Linked DNA regions of Mus musculus: region 2 is linked to region 1. A link is a contact called in public HiCAR-type data. All regions are on one chromosome and are shown on one strand. Each heading gives the region's core, a stretch centred on a gene start, on an enhancer-like site or on the middle of the called end of the contact. The rest is flanking DNA. Distances are from core to core; before and after follow the strand shown.

Region 1 (5,983 bases), core at 1,113-3,612:
CTTCTTGTTCTCTATCTTTATTTAATAACTCTTTGGCCCGTTTTTTTTTTTAATTCTTCTTCTTCTTCTTCTTCTTCTTCTTCTTCTTCTTCTTCTTCTTCTTCTTCTTCTTCTTCTTCTTCTTCTTCTTCTTCTTCCTCTTCCTCCTCTTCCTCTTCCTCTTCCTCTTCCTCTTCCTCTTCTTCTTCTTCTTCTTTTTCTTTATTTATATTTCAAATGTTATCCCCTTTCCTAGGTTCCCCTCCGAAAACCCTTATTCCATCCCCCCTTCCCCTTTCACTAACCCACCCACTCCCACTTCCCTGTTCTGGCATTCTCCTACACTGGGGAAATCAAGCCTTCACAGGACCAAGGGCCTCTCCTCCCAAAAGAAGCTCAAGAAGAAGGAAGAACAAAGCATGGATATTTTGGTCTTTCTTAGAAGGAGGAACAAGATACCCATGGAAGGAGTTACAGAGACAAAGTGTGGAGCAGAGACTGAAGGAAAGTCTATCCATAGACTGCCCAACCTGGGGATCCATCCCATATACAACCACCAAACCCAGACTCTATTGTGGATGCCAACAAGTGCTTGCTGACTGGAGCCTGATATAGCTGTCTCCCGAGGAGCTCCACCAGTGCCTGACACCTGGGGCAACAGCGGTTTCTCTGTCCTGGAACTCACTGTAGACCAGGCTCGCCTTGAACTCAAAAATTCGCCTGCCTCTGCCTCCCAAGTGCTGGGACTATAGGCATGCACCACCATGCCCGGCTTCACTGGCTGTTTTTACTGTCACTTTTAGACTGCCAGCTCTACCACTTGTCACTGTGTTCCCTAGATGCCCTTTGCTTGTCTTCTGGGTAAATTCGGGAGGATCTGAGCATGCATCCTCAGACTGTTGCCAAAGGAAGGAGTGACAGGAGCATTGCTTGCAGTACTGACAAACGTGGCAGCTGTTAAGTTTCTTTCTTTATACTTGTCTGAACTTCTCAGTTTCCTAAAGGAATTTATTTATGTTTCCTTACCATAGAGTAGAAGCAAAAACACAAAATTCTTGCAATACCAGCATGGGGATTCCTTTAACTAGATAATGACCTTGGGAGGGGTCAGGTAATAGGATGATATCCCATGCTCTTTTAATTTTAATGGTACAATGGTGATATAAGGGGTGTCCTACAAGCTAGATCTACATTCAAGGAAAGGATCGGAAGTGAAGATCAAGGACTGCCATCCTAGGACTTGCTGTTTCCAACCCAACAGGCACCCTAGCAATATCCTACATCGCCCTTCTCAGGAGGGTTGACTCTCCACCATGTCCCCATGCTCGTGAGTATCTAAAGAAGAAATAGGAGAAGGAAGGAAAGACACAAGAAAGGAAGAAGGAAGGAGGAAACAAAGTCAAGGATAGAAGGAGTATGAAAGGAAAAATTTGGAAGGAGAAAGGAAGAAGAAATGAAGGATAAAAGGAGAAAGAAACTAGGTTGTAAAAGAGTGGGGAGGAGGAAAGCAAACAAAAAGAAGGAAGAGATGAAGATCAAAAGGAAGGGAAAGATGGAGAAAGGAAAGAGGTAAGACGAAAAGCAGGAGGAAGGCAAAGAGAGATCCAGGAAGTAACAAAAAGGAAGGAAAAAAAGAACCAAAAAGGAAGTAAAAAGGAAGGAAAGAAGAAAGGAAAAGAAAAGGAAAAAGAGAAGGAGAAAAGGAAAAGAGACTTGAGAAAGGATGGCAGGAAAGAGTAAGGACGAAGGATGGGAGAAGAGAAAGGAAAGGAAGGAATAAGGAAGTAAAAGATGGAGGACAAGTAAAGAAGGCAAAGGGGGAAGAGAGGAAAAGAAGATAAAAAGAAGGGAGAGGAGGGAAGCTGCAGGGAGGGAGGGAAGGAGGGAGGGAATGGTGGGAGGGAAGGGCTGACAGAAGGAAAAGGGAGGAGGGTGGCAGACAGGCTTCAGAACTGTTAGCAAGGCATGCCAAAGTGATGTTCTGGAAACTGCAAGAATAGGTCCTAGGGTGGAAAGCCAGGGAGGTGGTGGGAGCTGTGTGAGGCATTGAGGGATTGATAGTGATCATACGGGTGAAAGGGCAATGCCCACATCAAGGCAATGCACAGTAGTGTTTCCTGTCCTTCAGGACTCCGAGGCTCTTTAATGAGTGGAATTGTGAACACAGCTCACTTTTTTCTCCACATCTGTGTTCTACACATCTAGTGTCTTGTATTATGGCATTAAAATATTTCCCAAGCCTTACTGCCCCTTGAAGCCAGTGTCATATTTTAAAGGGGTGAGTGCTTGAATAAATATACACACAGAGGGGAAAGCCCATCTGAGGAGGCAGGTCCAGCCTCCACCCCCACAAATATGCTCAGCGTCTCAATACACAGAGGCTCCCTTCCCAGAATAAATCATTTCCAGGCCCAGGGCTGCATAGAAGTCCCAGTCGGAGAGCACAATTCACAGTGGCTGTCATCACATCCAGAGCATTTCGCAGCTGAAGAGGCTGTTTTAATTATAAGACAGAGCAGTGCTTAGGAAAACCCAGGGAAATGGATGCCATCCGGTAGCAAACATTTTAATAAGAGCTTGTTGGTTTTGAGGCCTTCGTTCTTTGGTTTTTTGATCCTAAGAGGGTCTGACCTTGCTGGAGACATCTGGGAAGAAAACAAGCTCTGAGCAATCTCTGCAGGACTTCTGGACTGCTTTGATATTGGGCTTTTATAATAATGAATGTCTTTCTTTAAGTACCTAATCTTCTACTGGGTTTCCATCTGTATAGTCAACAGATGATATTAGGCCCTTCTTTCTGCCAGGTAGTGGAATATAGACGTGAACAGAATAGTCACCCAGCCTGGATGTGGGTTGTCTTGGTGGAAAGCAACCCATCTTGGGAAACCTTAAATCTGAGCTAGCTACCACAATGGGGGCCTCTCTTTATGTGGAAGAACATGTAAAATGGGTATGGCCTGCTGAGCAACATCAGAGATGGTTTCCACAAGGAAGCGCTGCCTGAGAAAAGGCAAAATGAAGGGAGATGACCTTGAAGGCAAGACTGAAAGACAGGCTTCTAAGGGGTCTATCTGGCAGGAGAAAGCAGAGAGAGAGAGAGAGAGAGAGAGAGAGAGAGAGAGAGAGAGAGAGAGAGAGAGAGAGAGAGAGAGACAGAGAGAGAGACAGAGAGAGAGAGACAGAGAGAGACAGAGAGACAGAGAGAGAGAGACAGAGACAGAAAGACAGAGACAGAGACAGAGACAGAGAGACAGAGAGAGGGAGGGAGGGAGGGAGAGAGGGAGAAAGGGAAAGAGAAGCTCCTGCGGAAGGGGTTCATTCACCAAGACCTGTGGCCACATAGTCTTAACTTAGCAGTGTGAACTAGACAATGCCCTCCCTTTGTAGGGTAGCGCCACAAAGCTAAAAGAGTTTAACTGATTCAAAGCCATGAGCAGGCAGAGATGTCTCCCAGACAAGGCTAGAAGGAAATTTACCCACTTCTGAATCTGAGATTTGAGCTGCTGCCCTCCCTGCACATTTTGTCCAGAGGCAGTTGCCTTTAGAAACCCACGGAAGGACAGTGTCACGCCACACACAGGTTCAGTAGTACATTGGTTCATTCACCTGAGACGTTTTTCTTGTTCATTATGTATGCAGAAATAGTAAGGGTTGTTTCTTATGTACCAGACATCCTATTAGAGTATATTGTAAACTTTATCTCATGAGAATCTCAGTAAACCCCATAGATTAAGTAGAATGCTGTTACCATCCTCTTTCCATGAAAGAAGTAATCCGAGATTAACAAGTTTGAGTGTCCTACCTTAGGTCACACAGTTTAGAAACAGCAGAGAAGACCCTTGAATGGGGTGGGGGAAGAACCTGCCGTAGGAAAAAAGATTCTCTGAAGCTTTGACACAGTTAGGAATGCTTTAGGAAACCACTGTGGTTTCCTAAATTACAACAGAAAGTTTAATACGAAGGGTGGCGATTTAACAGAAATGTTTCTTTCTGGATGATAAAGGTAGCATCTCTCTCTCTCTCTCTCTCTCTCTCTCTCTCTCTCTCTCTCTCTCTCTCTCTGTCTGTGTGTGTATGTATGTATGTATGTATGTATGTATGTATGTATATGCACACACGTGTGCGCGTGCCAGAGTGAGAGAATACAGTTATAAAGGCGAGGAGTTGATGGGAGGAGGTGAGAGTTGAAGAACGCTTCTAATTTAGCAGCCTACAATTTACTAGAAATTTATGGCAACCCTCCCACCACAGACTGGTGGAGGTGAGGGAGGGTCGTCGGGGAAAGCCTGTGCAGTGGAGCCAGAGCATCCACGCAGCAAGCTCAGGCCACTCTGCTCCTTCCTCTGTCAGTAGGAAACGCTTGCTTTGCCTTCTGGTGCCTTCACACCAACATTCCTGACTCTCTCACACCCGCCTCTCGTGTAAAGCTTGTCAGGTCTCACTTGGTGAAGTGAGTGAGACTGGAGAACATCAGAATGTGCTGTTCAGGAGTTCTGCTTCAGAGCAGGGAGCCAGGCTGCATAAAAATGTGGCCAACGCTGCAGTGCGTGGGGGGATTTAAGGCAGCGGCAGCACTCACGGAGTGAGACCAATGAGATTCATTGCAGGTGTAGACCGTGGCAGTCTCCACGAAGTCTGGAGCAAGGGCTTTGGCAGGAACATATTTTTTATTTTATTTTTCAGTTCTTTGATTGCCTTAATTAAAATACCCATTGCAGCAAATGTTAGCACTTAGTAAAAGAACCCAGTGTATCTTTGCCTCAAAGTTGTGTGAGAATTAGAAATGATCTATGGTTCCTAAAAGAAATAACCATAAAGAAAGAGCTTGGATTTTTTTTTTTTTTTTTAACACAGCAAGAAGCATGGAAGTATAATGTAAGAATCTGAAACTTCCATTAAGACTTCTCAGTTTTCGGAATCCAAGTTTCATATTTGTGCCTGGTGGTAGTAAATGCGAATGTTAACCCAACCCTAATTGTTTTTTAGCTTTTGCCCTGACTGTAATAAAGGCTCCCAGGCTAGGAAATGGTTCACAATTTGTTAGTGGAACAGGAAATTTTTATTGGTAGTGGAGCATCCACATGACTGCTGATTTCTATTTATAAAATTCTTCGCATTTTTCCTTCAGGTTTACCAAGGGATTTGGTATTTTCTAAGACATTTAATTTGGTGTCTGGGTGCTTCGCTAAGTAAATAAACAGAAATTTTCTTTCTGTTGCTAGACAAAAAAAAAAAAAAAGTTTTCTTTTAGAAGTCAGTAGAGGGCGCTGTTGGCATTTGATTTGGCTTTCTAATACCGTAGATGTTCCCTTCTTAATTAATTCAATGTTTGAAATCAAACCTCCGTTTAAATGTAATGATATTAATATGTGAGAATAGATGTGTAAACGTGGAGATTTTCCATTCCCATTAAACCCACAGAACCAAAGGTCTCTAGTTCTCCTCTGAGCCCCTTTGAGAGTACTTATGTATAGAAATGTTGGCTGCTATACATTAAAGCTGCACACAGTTGAGTTCATGCATCCAGGCAATGATTCAACATTTTGGAGACTGATTGCAAGTCGGGGAAGAAGGCAGCTTCCTGTGGTTTTCAAGAAAAAGGGGGAGAAAAGAAGGCAAAAGAGACATTAGCCTTAGAGCCCTACTTTTTAAGTTTTTCAAAAGAAACATTCTATTTGCTAGGTTTAAGGTAAAATTTATTATAGTTAATCCAGGAGTAAATATGTTTTGCAGTTAAGATTCTAGGTACATTTGACACTATTTTTATCCTTAATTTTTAAAAAGTTATTCTATTCCTTCTATTCCAGTTTGAGTTCCTTGGCCACAGGCTATAAAGATTACCACAGTCCCAGTATTTGAAGGATATTTCTACTTTTGGTTCATAGACTTTCATTAAAATAGACTACAAAATAACAATCTCTAAGAACCCCACTCAAGTTTTGTATTTATTTGGCTGATACCTCTATGATGTGTGTGCACTAGCTGTAAGTAGGAAACCGTGGAT
Region 2 (5,968 bases), core at 318-2,817, 350 kb after region 1:
ATGAGATCAATGGCAAGACATCATAAGTTTGTTATTATAATTAAATTAGTAAGTTAGGGAAGTTAATATTTATGACTTAGCTATGCCATGCTCAGTTTCCTCTTCTACGGAATGAAGATAGCACCTATTTCACATGAGTGTCATTTTGAGAGAGACAATAAAAAATCTATAATCTGTGACTCACAGCTAACCATGAAAGGACTGACGTGTATCTCCTTGAGTCACCGTTTGAAATGTCGCTCACAGACTCATTCTCTGAATGATTGTTCCCTAGCTAGTGACAATGATTTAGGAATAAACAGAAACATTACCAGGTAGTAACTAACTGGAGTAATGAGGCAGTAAAGGTTATATTTGGTTCCCGTCCCCTCTCTTCTCTCTGCTTCTTTCCTGCCATGTGAGTAGCCTCTGCCACATGCTCCAGTCTCTGTGGGGTTCTGCCTTACCATGCATCTACAATCAACAGAGCCAGTGACCATGGACTGAATACTTATGAGCCAAAATTAACTCTTCCTCCATTCAAATTGCTTGTGTCAGGTATTCAGTCACAGTTATTATATGAAGAACCTAACGTCTGAGAGTACAGATATTTAGTACTAATACAAAACGTGAAAGCCTACTACAAATATTTACCTTTTAGAGTTTAATTCCAATAGACTCCAATATAACTCAACTTTTGGACCCAGAGGAATCAGTTGGAAGGGCATAAGGTGAGACAGTGAAGATTTTCTTTGAGGATACAGCTCTACTCTCATAACAAACTCATACGGATGCTTTTCCAAATCCAGAGTGTTTCTCTGCTTTGCATGCCTTTCTACAGTAGTCTTAAACACTGGTTCTAAACTAAAATATCTGCCAGTGAGAATGTCTAGAAACAGATATATAAACTTTCTTCCTATAGAATGAACTACTAGTACCTTAACAAATATTGGAAGCAGTGGCTCATTTCTCTCTCTTCCAATCTTGAGCATTTATATTTCACACCAAAGTTGTCAATATTATCTTGTAATCAGGATTTGATGTCTCTGAGGTCCGTGCCAATCTACTCATCCTCTTGTCTCCAGCACTAGCAGCAAATCCAAGCCAAAAAAGGAAATTATGCTCTATTAATATTTATTAAGTGAATAATATATCCAAATGAACATAAAATGTGGGTTACGAAGAACACCTGATTGGATCCTGATAAGAGTATTACAATTGTATATCATTCCCGTTCCTAACTCAAAGACTGTCGCTCTGTCTCAGATCATTACTGCTTTGTCATTTCCCTGTGTCACAAGTGGCACACGTTAGACTTTTCAAAAGTTCAGTTTGATTGGTTTGCTAAAAGCTAATGAAAGCTTAGCAACAATCTCTTCAAGAAATAAAAGCCCTGGTTTCTGTCATATGTTCCCAACCACAGTATGAATACTGCTGCTATGGCCAATTTTAAGCCACCAAGGTAACATTAATGGTTTCCACAATTCCAGAAAAATGCAGTATTTGGTTCTCACAGCCTGTTCCAACTGGCTTAGGGATACTTGTTTGACTACAAATTTAGAGTTCTTGCCCCTAAGCCAAGGCTGGTTGTCATGTTCCAGTTTTAATGGCTGAAGATCCTACCAATAACGGACTCCAAGACAATCAACTATTGTAGACACTGCCTCTTGGCAGCCTCTCTCTTCCACACTACTTTGCAGCTGGTCATATTACCAACAAATCCACTTAACAGGAATGTTCTTTCTTCCTCTCCTGCTACTTATTTCTGCTTTTAGATAACAAATTAATCAGAATACAGAATATTGAAGTAAATTACTGCCTCCTAACATCCCATTTTTTAATGTAAAGGTATGAAAAACAACACTTTTTGGGAGTTTTTCAGGAATGATGTCTTTGGGCCACTCAGTTGTCTTGAGGTGCAATGACAGTTGATGGCTTGTATTCACGATCAAATAACTCTAATGTTGTGGTACCTGTGGGGAGCTGTTTATCTTCAGTGTTTTCAAGCAGAAAGAAAATGTTTAGAAAACCTCCTAGGTCCCCCAAAGTCTTCTTGGAATTGTTTGAGATGCCTTGGAATGCTAGTGAAATCCACATAGGATGATTACAGGGTGGCTTTCGGCACTGTTAAAAACTCTCACGTTATCCCCGGGGACTTTGCTGTGGAACATGCTGTAACGGGAGTGCAAAGCGGCTAGGTCAACCAAATCGTCTCTCTGCGACTTGGGGATTTCTCGGAGCCAGAAATGTTATCCAAGATTCATCCCTGTGACTGAGGAGAATTGCAGCAGCTGCTCACAGGACATCAGATCTTAATGCAGCATCTATTTAAGCAACGACCTGGATGGCAGATGCTGGATTACAATGACTGGATGCACGTGTGACTGGCTGCAGTGAAATAATGTTTGTTCTCTCTGGCTTCCAAACAACATTTTAAAAAATGTCTGGGAAAACATCATGTCAGAGTCACATAATGGTCAGGGTCAGGAAGAAAGGTGGAATTATTCTGTGTGCTTTTTTGTATACAGTACATGGGCTTTGTTCTCACATAGCTCCAGCCACATGCAATTTAGATGCAAAAAAATTGGTCATGATCTGAAGTGGAAATTTATGGATGAATGTCAAAAGTCTTCCTCCGTGCCTCCGTGATGTTAACAATCTAATTCTCAAGCCTTAAAACATCATGAAGATTTTCTTATTCTTAATTTGTGGTGTTTATAGCACACAGACATTTCCTTGTCTTTTGTAAGATGTCTAGATTTCAGAAAAAATATTAAAATTAAATATCTTTTGCTTTTCAAAAGTTGCTTAAATAGGAACCAGTTGAAAGGAAACGAACTACATCCACACAGCCTTCTAAAAACTTGCTGCTATACATTTTTTGAAAACTCTGATAATGTTTTTCCCTCTGACCTCAGCTACATAGATCAGGATACAAGTGTAAGGAATATGCATGCTAGACACCCAGATGGCTCAGAAAGTGTTTGACGTCTGTCATCACCAAGGCCAAACACCTGGATGGCTGCATTCATTTTCACTCTCTAGACAGGTGTCTTGAAACCTTGGAAATTAGACTGAATTTGATGCAGTGTAAGTCATAAAGCTGAATGGGGTGCAGTCAAAGGTGAAATGGGAGAAAAAAAACCAATTCTTGTACCATCTACTCGCTCCCAATCACTTTTCCTCATATTTTTTATGTTTAATTGTCATTAAATTGCTATGAGGCATTATATTTATCATATAGATAAGGAAACTATGCTTTAGGAAGCTGAATCATTTACAAATATCACGTATTTTAAGGATGATAATGTTGATATCTAGAGATCTTTAATAGAAGAGAGTTATAAGCAAGTGCAATCACATTATAAGATATAAGATGGAGAGCTGAGGGGAGTAGCATTCCTGAATAAATAAGATAGCACAAAGGTACATGTAATGATGAAACAGATACAAACACCATTCTTGTTGTTCAGTGCAAGGAATTTTTAATCTAGGTGTATTATGGGAGTCTATGTATGGGGCAAGAAGTCCAACCCTGAATAAATGGCTGCTGTTGACAGGTCTCTGGGTTGTGCCATGCTTTTCTTTGGCTCTGATCACATTAGGAAAACAAATACAATTGCCTCATTAATTATTTGGCTTCTGTGAGCTTAGGAATTTTGAAGGATTTTTATAGAAAAAAACCTAGTTCATCATATGTAGTTCAAATATATGTAGAATATCATGCAAACATATCAATGATGATTCAGTAGGGGTATGAGTTCAAAAAAATTGATTTTATAATTTCTTTTAAGTATCAGATTTGGTAAACTGCCCTCTAAATACAGCCGAAGGCAAATTGGCCCAATTCAAGTTTCTCAACAATGGATTCATCTTTGGGTAAATAATGAATCATATTATTTCCTATTTATATGCCAAGAATCATACATTCCTGAGCCCACATGGAAAGGAAATCCAAAACTCCTCCAATGAGACTCTTTTTCCTTTAAGGTACCATGGCTGATTCATAGCCAGTGACTGCATTTTCATATCAGCAAGACCGCCAAAACAGAGATGGTGACACTTCTAGGTAATTGTCATGGAAAAATACCCCACTTTTTTCCCATAAAGTAACTAGAGGAGAAGAAATAACCTCTTAGGAGTCTATTTTGTTTAATTCTTAGAGTGTAGAAAGGATCATTTCTTGGATCTTGAAGATGTTTTCAAGTCCATAGAGGGTAGCCTAGACATGAATTTATATACCTTAGTGGAAGACCTGTAGGTTAAAGCTAAAGAAAGGGCATTTGTTTCTAAAAGAAATATAAGGATGAGAAATTGGCAGGGTAAATAAATAAGTAGGAAGAATAATATATATACGTATATATATATGTATATATATATACATATATATATGTATATATATGTATACACACACACACATATATATATATACATATATATATGTGTGTGTATATATATATATATATATATATATATACATATATATATATATATATATATATATATAATTATTAGTTACAGTAAATGAGTCAATGGTTTAGAGGTTATGTACCCTTTGCCAAGATAAAGGACCTATTTGATTCTATTTCTATAAAACATATTCAGATAAGGAAATAAATTATAAAAGAATATGGAATGCTCTTTTGTAGGTTGAAATACAAGAACATTGGGCACATTCCATAAAATTCTAGAAAAATTTTTATGTAGCTGCTTTATTTAAATGACGAGGAGAAATGAATTCAGCTAAAATCCAAAAGGTGGTGATCTCATTGGAAAGCCTCCCACGCATGTATCTATAAATATATAGAGAAGAGTGAAGGACTATGCTGACAAATTGTGTGATCATACAATATAGTCAGATCCTTTCTGATCTAGCCCCACTCCAAAGCACATGCTAAAAATATTTAGTTCTTTAAGTTCTGCTCTGCACTGCACAAAACCTGACCATTGATTTACAGGGCCCATCCTCCCTAGTCACTGGAATTTGAAATTGTTCTTGCTGCCCTAAAATTATGATCTAATGCACCAGCATAGACAGGTCTTAAGATAACATTAGCTAAAACGTATTGATTGAGTGCTGAATTTGTGCCAGGAATTTTGGCAGATATCTTTTTTACATCCCCTATCACAGCTCTCTAAGATATATGATGCTGGCTTTCTTATAGATAAGTAAAGGGAAATTGCAAGAGGCTAAGTAAATCGTCCCAAGAAAAGAAACAGAGCCCAGAAACAAAAGTTTGAACTAATTATCACTACACAGGATGGCAAGGATTTTTTACCCATTAACTAATTTATGTGTTTATTCACTTTACATCCTCATCACAGCCTCCCTCCTCCCAGTACTCCCCCCACGTGTCTACTCCTCTTCATCTCTGAGAAGGATGAGGGCCACGCTGGGTACCAACATACATCTTGACACTTCAAGTTACTGCAGGACTAGGTGCATTCTCTCCCACTGAGTCCAGCCAAGACACAAAGGCAGGCAACAAAGTTGTGCTAAGCCCCAGTAGTTGGGGGACCTACATGAATAGCAATCTGCACATCGACTGCATATGTGTGGAGTAGAGGCTAGGTCCAGGCCTTGTATGTTCTTTGGTTGTTGGTATGGTCTCTGGGAACCCCCCAAGTATCCAGGTTAGTTGACTCTGTTGTTGGCCATAGAGAGAGAGGGAATGGCCAACCAATAACTGGCCAAACTTAAGATCCATGTGACAGGCAAGAACCAAACCCTGACACTATTAATGATATTCCGTTATGCTTACAGTCAGGAGCCTAGCATAAATGTCCTCTGAGAGGCTTCATATAGCAGCTGACTGAAACAGATGTTGAGACCCACAGCCGAACACTAGCTGGAACTCGGGAAGTCTTAGAGAAATGTTGAAGGAATAATTGAGCAACCTGAGGGCAAGGTATTGGTGGTGGATAGGGTTTGTGTTTTAATGCTACACACATTGTGCTCTTTTACATTTGCACCTCAATGACAATATTG

The links. HiCAR-type assays count read pairs that join an accessible place to other places.
Region 2: a contact with region 1 is called in a HiCAR-type map of fibro-adipogenic progenitors, with 8 times the contacts expected there. The contact joins two enhancer-like sites. A contact is called at or near these places in 5 of 484 Hi-C or Micro-C datasets (embryonic fibroblasts, muscle stem cells, myocytes and 2 more) and 3 of 115 datasets of contacts at active chromatin or transcription factors (fibro-adipogenic progenitors, heart atrium and neural progenitor cells).

Annotation. Positions count from the first base shown.
Region 1 is chr4:81,559,294-81,565,276 of GRCm38.p6, forward strand. No RefSeq gene overlaps it. Among named protein-coding and RNA genes, the nearest start is that of Mpdz, 120 kb to the left of the region's middle. Within about 2 kb of position 2,363, at least 18 of the 459 cell types and tissues checked have an H3K27ac peak or open chromatin away from gene starts, as enhancers often do. A contact at or near this core is called in fibro-adipogenic progenitors, where this site is marked.
Region 2 is chr4:81,911,289-81,917,256 of GRCm38.p6, forward strand. No RefSeq gene overlaps it. Among named protein-coding and RNA genes, the nearest start is that of Gm46886, 20 kb to the right of the region's middle. Within about 2 kb of position 1,568, at least 16 of the 459 cell types and tissues checked have an H3K27ac peak or open chromatin away from gene starts, as enhancers often do. A contact at or near this core is called in fibro-adipogenic progenitors, where this site is marked.